Linked DNA regions of Oryctolagus cuniculus: region 2 is linked to region 1. Evidence: chromatin contacts called from public Hi-C data. All regions are on one chromosome and are shown on one strand. Each heading gives the region's core, a stretch centred on a gene start, on an enhancer-like site or on the middle of the called end of the contact. The rest is flanking DNA. Distances are from core to core; before and after follow the strand shown. Region 1 holds the start of LOC100346101 (tubulin polymerization-promoting protein family member 3). Region 2 overlaps ATP6V0D1 (ATPase H+ transporting V0 subunit d1).

What was found. Hi-C and Micro-C count contacts between places; a contact is called where the count stands out from the background.
Region 2: a contact with region 1 is called in a Hi-C map of embryonic fibroblasts, with 4 times the contacts expected there. The contact joins the enhancer-like site here to the promoter of LOC100346101 in region 1. A contact is called at or near these places in 5 of 6 Hi-C or Micro-C datasets (ear pinna, embryonic fibroblasts, psoas muscle and 2 more).

Annotation. Positions count from the first base shown.
Region 1 is chr18:50,683,156-50,688,401 of mOryCun1.1, forward strand. LOC100346101 (tubulin polymerization-promoting protein family member 3) reads right to left here and starts at 2,991. Exons shown (of 13, transcript XM_051847194.2): 1 at 2,693-2,991.
Region 2 is chr18:50,727,434-50,732,628 of mOryCun1.1, forward strand. The region is part of intron 1 of ATP6V0D1 (ATPase H+ transporting V0 subunit d1); the gene reads right to left. Among named protein-coding and RNA genes, the nearest start is that of ATP6V0D1, 19 kb to the right of the region's middle. Within about 2 kb of position 2,953, at least 1 of the 8 cell types and tissues checked has an H3K27ac peak or open chromatin away from gene starts, as enhancers often do.

The DNA.
Region 1 (5,246 bases), core at 1,741-4,240:
GGGGACAAATCTCGCAAATTCACACCTTTGGGTCCCTTCTTCATTCATCTTTCAAAAAAGCTGGCTGGAAGGCAAATGGGCAATGTGTCTCACACTAGACGCACACACCCTTTGGCCCAGACAGTCTCTCATGTGTATTTACCTGATATGTATTTATCTCATATGTAGACTCACAAAATACACAAGGACTCACTGCAATGTTGTTTGTAACGATTCAGGATATAACATAAACAAACCACGGCACAGCCACACAATGGAATACCATACAACATCAAAAGCAAGAAATGATGCTTAGTACAGAGTTGACGTAGAACAGCTGTAGAGTGAGCTACCGACGAATACAAACACGGGCGACGGAGACATGGCTGCTCCTGCCCGCACTGGCTCTCTCAAGGAGCAGAACACAAGGGCAGCCTGGGAGAGCGCATGGCTGAGGGTGAGGCTTTGGAATTGCTCAATTTTTTTTTTAATCATGAGTATGTACTGATTTTGGAAAAGAAAAGAAAAGGGAAGGAAAAAAAAGGCATGTCAAACAGCAACTGAGCGATGTCACCTCTCAGCCTCCTGGCCCCACTGGGCTGTGTGTGGACCAAACGCCCTCGCGCGAGGCAGGGCCCTGTACCCGGCCAGTCCGACAAGGGGCCCCTGCCCAACAACCCTGGAACAAGCAGGCACCGTGTCAGCTACACGCTCTCTCAATCTTGAAAACAATTCTGAGTCGCTCAGCTGTGGCGCCGTGAGGGAGAATCACAGAACTTCCTATGAGACGTCAGCGTTCTCATCAACGCGGGAATCGGACAAGCGGACCTCCCACAGCGGATGCCGGGCAGCGCCTTGTTCTAGGCCAAGAGCCGGCTCAGCTCCCCGTGACCCCCAGCCCCTGCAGGGGAGGTGGGCGCCAGCGGAAATTCTGCTCCCACGCAGCTTTTCTTTTGCCTGAGAAATTACGGTCTCTGTGTGAGAGACTTTCTACAGATATTTCTAAAGGAGCTCCCGGGTTTTTTCCCAGGGTCTGCTTTTGAAATAATTTTCACGGAGAATTAACAAATGCCCTATTTTAACCACTTACAGTGGTGCTGGAAAGAAAATACCTCATGGTACACATTGTTTTACAGTGCAAAAAAGTCATTCATAAAAGACTTTTAGGGACAGTGTTTGGTTATAAAAATTCCTCTAGAGGGGCCAGAGAAGCTTCTGGTCTCAAACTTCCATGAAGTGGCTCTAGTTCAGCTAAGAGACGCATATCACAAGAGCCCCAGAAAATAAATCGGAACTTCAAGCCTGTCTCAAAGGCCCCTCCGGGCACCAGGCTCAGTTGTGGCTAGGCCCTCACTTCCTCACTCATCAACAATTCGCAGAAGTCTGTCGCCACGGCAAGACAGCAGGCTTGCAACGCCCATCATTCCTGAGCTGACCAGGTCTGCAAACACTTTCTGTGCCATTCTCCAACTGCAAGCAGTCTGGGAAGCCAAGGGAGAGGGACAGGAAGGAGCAGAAACAAAGCCGATGGAGGGCACGGAGGGCGGCAAGCGCTGCTGACGTTAGCCAGGAAATCAACTCCTAGGATGCAGGAGCCAGCCCTGGGGAACACCCACCGAGAAACGGTCGTCAAGAACAAAGTTGTGACAGAACAAAGTAAGAGAAACAAAAACAAAATGAAAGACCAGAAAACAAACAGGTTAATTAAGCTGCCTCTGTTATTGCCTCGATTGTCTGTTTACAAACCCAACCCGGCTCCCACAGAGAACCATCAGCTCCACAAAAGCAGGGACCACCCCTCACCCCTGCCTGAATTCAGCTCCTTTTCCCACTGCTGCTGTCACCCTGACCCGGGCCTCCGCGTTCCCAAGAGGACGGCAGGCTGCTCGCTCCCAGTGCTTCCCGGGAATGCACTCTGGGATGACTCCGATCATTTCAAACTCTGAGACCTCAGTCATTGGCCTCGGAGGGGACGGCCCCCCGTAAACAACACACAGAACAAGGTCCCCTTGCCACAGATGGAGACCCTGAGAGAGAGAGCTCAGAGAGGCAGTGTAGGAGGCACAGCCAGGCTGGCAGGACTAGGACAGCCCGCCGATGTCTCCCCGGGAGCCTGTCACAACCACGCTGCCCACGGCAGCCAGGGAGGCGTCTCCACTCTGAACACTCTTCAGAATTCCTCTGCGACTTCCTCCCGCTGCTGGGCTAAAGCTGAACCCTCACCCTGGCCTGCAGGGCGCCCCTCGCACGGGACTGCTCCGCTGCCTCCAGACCTCGCTACACTTGCTTGTCCCTTTTCCAAACACGCCCTTCCCCGGCTCACACTGCTGGCTCCCGCCCAGCCTGCAACACCTTTTAGGGCAGACCGTCCCCGACGGCCCCTCTCCGTCTCCTCCCCAGGGCACTCAGCCCCCCGCCTGACGTCACTTCAGTCCAGCGTCCGGCGCCTGCTCCCCGGCCCCCGCCGTCGCGCCGCCTCTGTGCAGAGTCCTCGGCCGCCCCGCACCTGTCCCAGAGCCTGGCACACCGCAGGCGCTCAGCGCGGATCTGGTGGCCGCTAGAAGGAAACCTTGCGTTCTGCGCAGTCCCCCGGAGCCCAGGCTGAGGGCTCCAGGCCCAAAGCAAGCCCAAAGCTCGGCTAGGCGGCAGCAGCCGCGAGACCCCGTGGCTCAGGCCAGGTTCCGAGAAGACAAATGTGGCGGGGGCTCCTCACCTGCGCGTCACGGCCGGCCGTGCCAGACCGGCCTTGCCAAGGTCAGCCAGAGTTCGGCCCCCGCGCCTAGCCGTCCACTCTCCCCAGAGCGGCAGCGCGTCAGACTGTAGCGGCGGAGACTGTCCCCGGGACCAGCAAGCAGAGCGCCCCGGAGCGGGGCCCCATTCCGGTCAGAAGTTGGGCCTGCGAATCTTGGGGCTCCAGCTCGTCCGGGCTGGTTCTAAGGCCGGTCCAGGCCAAGGCGGGATGGGCCTCATCAGGCGCGGGCCCGTTCCCCTGGCAACGGCGCGGGCTACGGCGCCCCACAGTGGCCAAACCGCGCTGCGTCACTTCGCGCTGGTACCCCGGCTCAGGGCGGGGCTTGCTGAAGACCCCCACCTCCGACGCTCCAGCCTACCCAATCCCCACTTTTTTCTTATTTTACTCTTAGAAAACCGATTTTCTCCCATCCCCCACCCAAAGCTTGTCTTCTTGAAGTCCTAACTTGTCCCAAATGCGCTCTCCCGTCAAGTTCTCCTGAGATCACCACTCTTAGACGACCCCCCCCCAAAACCACCTGCCCCAGTTAAATGGCACGTTTTACTAAGAGTCTGTGCTGGACCCTGGACGTTCTGTGAAGAAACACCGGTGAGACCCCTACTCTTCAAGGAGATTATAGGTTAAGGGGGAGACAGATCTAGACATATCACACAACTAAAAATGTGGGTAACCCCACAGTATGAAGTGTGACGACATGTGAGAGCATGAAACCATGTAGCACAAAATGCGTCATTTCTGCATTGCCTTTAAACCAAGCAAAATCCTACTGGGAGCCCCCCACCTTCCACCCTCAGGGGAAACTCAATCCTGGTCTCCAGTGGGACCCTTCTCCGAAGGTTGCACCAAAGGACTCATGGTCCCCTCCAGCCAAGAGCCCTCTGGCCTCGGGTCCTCTCCGGGGCTCCGGGCTGTGAGACGCTGCCTGCTGAGCCCCCACCCCTCCCTCTTCCCTTTCCCTGCCTGAGGGACCCCCTTGCCCACCCACCTGGCTTCTCCCTCCCTTTCTCCTTGAGGGCACTCAGAATGGATTCTCCCACAGTTCGGGATTTCTGGACAAACAGGAAGAGCCTTTTTGTCTTCTGCCAGTTCTCCTATCAGTATCTCCAAGGCCTGAAAGTGGGGAGCAGCTGGCTGGCTGGGTGCTGAGAAAGGGGAGAGACAGACGGGAAATATCCCTGTCTCTCCAGTGTTCAAGGCAGAGGCGGACAATAAAAGCCGCACGGAGCTGCTCCTTCCCCGTCAACATGTCAGCCTGAGTCCTTATGCAGTTAACCTCTCGATAATTTAGAGTCTTGTTTTTGGAACAAGATAGACTCCGTGTGGAATAAGTATCAAGGCTACTCTGGCTTTAGAAATACCAAAGTGACTCCTCAGTTCTTATCTGGAATTGAAGAATTTGGGGTCAAAGATGACCCAGATCTCGAGTTCCACCGCCGGCCTTCTAGATCTGGGATCCATCTGCCCTTCAGGGGCCTGTCCTGGAACGAGCAGCATTTGCCGTCATTCTCAGGCCTTTCCCTACCGGGTTCCCTCTACTTGGACTGTTCTTCCAGCTTCTCTGCCCGCGCACAACGCCCAGGTTTTCTGGAACAGAGACAGCCCTGGAGGCAGGACTTGTCCCTGCCCAGAGGTATTGCCCCTGGCCCAAAAGAAAGGTCTACTCTGCGTAGAGGAGCCCGGGCCGCAGAGAAAAGGGTTTGCACACTCACGTTTGAGAGCATTCCAAGCTGGCTTCTGTGTGTCCTTGGACCTGCCAGAGGAGGCTTTCAGGCCAGCCTGCTGGCAAAGCCGGCTCGTCCTGCCCTTGGCCTGTGCCAGCCATGCATCCATCCTTAATCAGAGCCAGTGTGCACCTGGTCTTCCTGGGGCTTGTCATCTGTCTCAGGACCAGTCACCACTAGTGACCTTGGACGAATTTCTTAAACTTCCTGGAATCTCAATTTGTTCATAAGTGAAATGGGGGTACCAGTAGTTACTGCCTAGGGCTATGATGAGGCCTGAAAACGTGCCAGTGCAACTAACCAGAGAGAGAGGGTGCCGGTGTTGTGGCACAGCTGGTTAAATTCCACTTGTGACACCAGCATTCCATATGTGAGTGTTGTTTCAAGTCCCAGCTGCTCCACTTCCGATCCAGTTTCTTGCTGATGTGCTTGGGAAAGCAGCAGATGATGCCAGAAGCTTGGGCTTCTGCCACTGGTGTGGGAAACCCTGAGGGAATTCCTGGCTCCTAGCTTCAACCTGGCTGAGTTCATGCTGTTGTGACCATTTGCAGAGTGAACCTTCAGGTAGAAGATCTGTCTCTTTCCTCTCCTCTCCTCTCCTCTCCTCTCCTCTCCTCTCCTCTCCTCTCCTCTCCTCTTCTCTCCTCTTCTCTCTCTTTGCCTTTCAAATACTTAGATCTTTCTTTAAGTGCACAGAGATTATCCAAAAGGGAGCAGTTATTGGGACAGCTACTCTAGACTTTCCTGGTCTTACTATCAGGAAATAATGCTTATTAACTAATGGAATTACATTT
Region 2 (5,195 bases), core at 1,703-4,202, 44 kb after region 1:
TGTCTGGGTGCGAATGAAAGTGGTAAAGTGGTCTGGCCTGGCCAAGTGCCAGGCAGCTCAGGGAAAGCCAGCTGTGGCAGTGAGCTTTGCCCAAAAACTGGCCCATATCCACGTCTATAGCTCCAGGGTCTGCTGGCTCATAACACCTGAGTAATCATGCCAGTCCTTGATGTGGGGCTCCTGTCCCACCTGCACAGACCTATGGAAGAAGAACATGAAGGAAAGCTGGCACTGGCTCCAACAGGGGTTGAGGGCAGTTCTGCAGCCCCCAGAGGCTGCCATTCTCAGTGAGACTAAGCCAGGTCAGGCTAGACCATGGCTGCAGCATCCTGCCAATTCCACAGTGCCTAGAACCAGTCCAAAGGAAGGAAGTAGAAAGTACTCCTTTTAGGGCCAGTGCTGTGGCATAGCAGGTTAAGCTCCTGTCTGCAGTGGCAGCATTTCATATGAGAGCCAGTTCAGGTCCCAGCTGCTCCACTTCTGACCCAGCTACCTGCTATTGTACCTGGGAAAGCAGCAGAGGATGGCCCAAGTACTTGGGCTCCTGTACCCACATGGGAAACTTGGAAGAAGCTCCTGGCTTCGGATTGGCCCAGCTCTGGCCATTGCGGCCACTTGGGGAGTGAACCAGTGGATGGAAAATCTCTATATAACTCTGCCTTTCAAGTAAATAAATAAATCTTTAAAAATATATACTCCTTTTGCTTTGACCTAGGCCCCATGGATGGGCACACGGGATCTAGCTTTATTTGGAGCTGTGAGGTCATGCTGCCGTCAGCAAGAAGCCATTCCCTAAAGCTCAAGGAAATGGAACAAAGTAGCCTGCACCAAGAGTAGAGCTGATCCATCACATACCCACACCTTGGCAGAACCAGGAGGCTCAGACCAGGCATGAGGATGGCAGGAGTAGTAACCATCCAGGCTGGTCCTGAACAGAACCCCTCACCTTTCCTCCCTCCTTACAATGCCGTGCTCACGGGCCTGGTGGGACACACCAGATTGAGTGTGATCAGTACTGGGGACCTGGGCTGGCTCCTAGGAGGGATGTGGTCACCTGCTTGGGAGCCTCAGAGCAGAAGCTAGGTGCAAACAATGGCAGCCACTGGGGAGGTGGGAGGCATGGAGTCTCAACTAGGCCTAAAGGATAACACTGGAGGACCTCTGTTTTCCCAGGCCTGGACACACGGGATCCAGTTTAAAACAGAAAAGGCTGGGGTTGGAGGGGAACAGGTGACCCTCAGGACCCCAGGTAGTGGATCAGGGATTGAGTTCACCTGAATCCTTTGACACTCAAGCTAGATCCCTTTAATCTCCACACCAGAACTCTGGGCAAAGCCAAGGGAGCAGCAGGGCCTCTTTCCTCTGCCTACCCCTTCCTGAGACAGAGGCTGGGTAGACAGAGGCAGAGTCCAGGCAGCCTTAAGTGAACAAATTAAAGAATGAGGAAGAAAAAAAAAAACAAAACAGGAAGAACCAAGCAGAGGTCAGGAGGCCATAAGGAAGCCCTTGGGTCTCACCTGGGACCCAATAGCATAGATAAAAGAAGAGAGCTTCTTTAAGGTTCCTCCAGAAGCCGGAAAGCTCTGCCGCTGTGCTAGTCTGGTCAGGCCTAGGTCGCACTGACCCCCAGCAACCCGAGCCCTTGAGGGCCACACAGGGACTTGGGGTAAGACCAGTGGCCTGGGCACCCACAGAACAGGACTAAGGGTAGGTGCAGGGGAGGCCTGTGGCTGGGAGCCGCTGAGAAGCCATCAGAGTAGAGGCAGAGGCAAACGACAAAGGCTCAGTTGCAGCACCAAGGACACCACAGATGACTCCTCAGAGAGGAAGCCCCATCTGCCAGCCAAACAGAAAGCCCAGCTGAGGTCAAGGCCTAAAACTCATTACTTAAGTGTCTAAGGAGGGACAAGGTTTGTGCAAGTACTCAGGGCCAGGCCAGAGTTAGCCAGGAAAGCAGTGCCCAGCACCCAGTCCAGTCTGTTACCCCACACTCTATTCCCCCGCCACAGGTCTACCCCCATTCACATTCACAATGGCCTGGTCCCTTGAGCACCCTCCACAGTCCTGGGGAGGAGCTGCAGGGTGTGGGGCATGAACAGGACATCAGGCTGCCAGGCTAGGCAACAGCAGCCTAGCCCACAATGCAGCCCTTCAGGGCCTTGATTTTCCCATATCTAAAATAGGAAAAAGGCCAACATGCCAGTTCAAGACAGATTTTTTTTTTTTTTTTAATCAGCCAAGCTTGAGGTGTTGGATGAGGCAGAGGCCAGAGAGGCCAATGGAAAGATCCCTGAATTGTAGTACGGGGTGGAAGAAGAGAATTCCTGATTGCCTTCTAAAAACTCCACTCCCAACACAATTGTGTGAACCTATACGCGGTCCAGGTACCTGGTTTGTGCCTTTCTCAGCCACTCTGCACACACGCACCTATGCATGCCATACACACTCCTATGTGTTCCTCAGAGGACCAGAGGATGTAGAGGAGAGGAATCTGTCCTAAGGATGAATTCTTCCTCTCCTGGAGGGACCAATGTGGGAGGACAAGAGTGGGGACCACCTGGGGAAGAGCATGCTGCTGGAGCCTGAGAACTGTGGCCCTGACTCCTGGGCTCCCAGCTAGCACACTGGGCTTTAACTGGGGCTCCAGAGTGGAGAGCTGCCCACGTGACCTAGCTTCGAGGGTGAGGGGGAACATGCGAGGACAGCTTGGTGATCAAGGCTACAGCAGCCTGCACCAGGCACCAGGGGAGAAAGCTTCAGGGGATATCTCCTTGCCCTCCCCTTCCTGTCCCAGAAAGCTGAAGCACAGGTAGCTGAGCGCAAGAGATGGATGGAGAGTCAGGAGACCCTGAGCCATGAAATATGCCTAATCTGAGAAGGCCAACTGAGGCTTTAGTGAGGGAAGCAGGGCTCAGAGCAGAGTCCCAAGGGACAGCAGCCATAGGCAAGTGCAGTTTAGAGGAACAGAAGCAAAGCAGCTAGGCTGACTCACAGGTCCACACTCCCTTCCCCAGGCTGTCTGGCAGCAAGTGATCCTGGTGCGCCCCCTTGTGGCCAAAGCGAGGTGGCCTCGTCAACAATGACCTGGGAAGAGGTTGCTCCAGCTGCTGTTCCCTCTCAACACTGCCCTCCAATGTAATCACTGTCAGACGGCTGCACCTCCCCCCCCAATCAGTCCACAGGGAAGTGGGGCCACAGATACCAGCAAAGCCATGCAGGAATGTGCCATAAAGAACAGCAACAGGCCCAAAGGGCACATGAGCCTGGGAAAGCAAAACAGAGACCAGGTGAGCCTGCACCTAGTCAGGAGGAACTGGTCTGTCCTGCATCAGTCACACAGGGCCTTCTTAAGGGTGAGACTGAAGAACGTGGAGGGAAGCTTGGGTATCCACAGCCCTCTACACCCCTGTTCTGAGCCAGACCCTCCCAGGTCTCCAATTCCTAATAAAATCAAGCACACAATAACCCAGGAATAGGGGTATGACATGGTGCACCCCTCCAGGACAGCACTCTCAGTTTTTCCTCCCAAATTCCCCACATCCCAGAACCCCTCCAGTGCTAAAAGAGTGGTCATTCAATCATGTAAATATCCATTGAGCTCTATCTAGGACTGTGCTGTAGAATCTTAGCAACCCTCAAATAACTGAATTCTGTTTCATGAGTGGGCAGACTCATGCTCAGCATCACACAGCTGGCCAGAAAAGGAGCTATGACCTACCTGATGCCTGGTCCCCCACATAAATTCAGAAAGGTCCTGTCCACCCAGAGGGGCCCTGAGCAGGCACAAGTGATCTACAAGATACATTACCACATCATGTCCTTGCACCCATTCATTAAAAAAAAAAAAAAAAAAACATTTATTTATTTGAAAGGCAGCCGGCGCCGCGGCTCACTAGGCTATTCCTCCGCCTTGCGGCGCCGGCACACCGGGTTCTAGTCCCGGTCGGGGCGCCGGATTCTGTCCCGGTTGCCCCTCTTCCAGGCCAGCTCTCTGCTGTGGCCCGGGAGTGCAGTGGAGGATGGCCCAAGTGCTTGGGCCCTGCACCCCATGGGAGACCAGGAGAAGCACCTGGCTCCTGCCATCGGATCAGCGCGGTGCGCCAGCTGCAGCGCGCCGGCCGCGGCGGCCATTGGAGGGTGAACCAACAGCAAAGGAAGACCTTTCTCTGTCTCTCTCTCTCTCACTGTCCACTCTGCCTGTCAAAAAAAAAAAAAAAAAGAAAGAAAGAAAAAGAAAGGCAGGCACACACAGAGAGACAGAGAAAGGGAGGAGGGGAGGGGAGAGTAGAAAAAAGAGAGGAGGGGGGAGAGAGAGAGAGAGAGAGACAAAGAGAGAGGGAGGGAGGGAGGAAAGGAAGGAGGAGGAGGGAGAGAGAGAGGAGATAGATATCTTCCATCTGCTGGCTCACTCCCCCAAATGATTGCATTGGCCGAGGCTGAGCTTGGTGAAGTCAGAAGCCAGAAGATGCCTACATGTTTCCCACATGGGTGCAGAGGCTTGGGCCATCTTCCTTTACTTTCCCAGGCACATTGGCAGGGAGCTGGATGAGAAGTAGAGCAGGCAGGACTTGAACCCCCACTCCTATAGGATGCTGTAACTGCAGGTGTAGGCTTAACCTTCTACACCACAGTGTAGAAGTCATTAAAAAAAAAAAAAAGATTTATTTATTTATTTGAAAGGCAGAGTGACAGAGAGAAAGGGACAGTCAGATCTTCCATCCACTACTTCATTCCTCAAATGGCTACAACAGCCAGCTCTGGGCAAGGTCAGAGCCAGGAGCTTCTTCCAGGTCTCCCATATGAACAGCAGGGACCCAGGTACTTGGGACATCCTCTGCTGCCTTTCCAGGAGCATTAGCAGGAAGCTGGAATAGAAGCAAAGCAGCTGGGGGCTGGCATTGTGGCACAACAGGTAAAGACACCGCCTGAGACTCTGGCATCCCATATGAACACCAGTTCATGTCCCAGGTGCTCCACTTTCAATTCAGCTCCCTGCTAATGGCCTGGGAAAAGCAGCAGAAATACTTGGGCCTCTGCCATCCATGTGAGAGACCTCGAAGAAGCTCATGGCTCCTGGCTTCAGCCTGGCCCAGCCTGGCCATTGTGGCCACGTGGAAAGTGAACCAGTGGATGGAAGACCTCTCTATCTCTTTTTCTCCCTCTCTCTCTCTGTAACTCTGACTTTCAAATACATA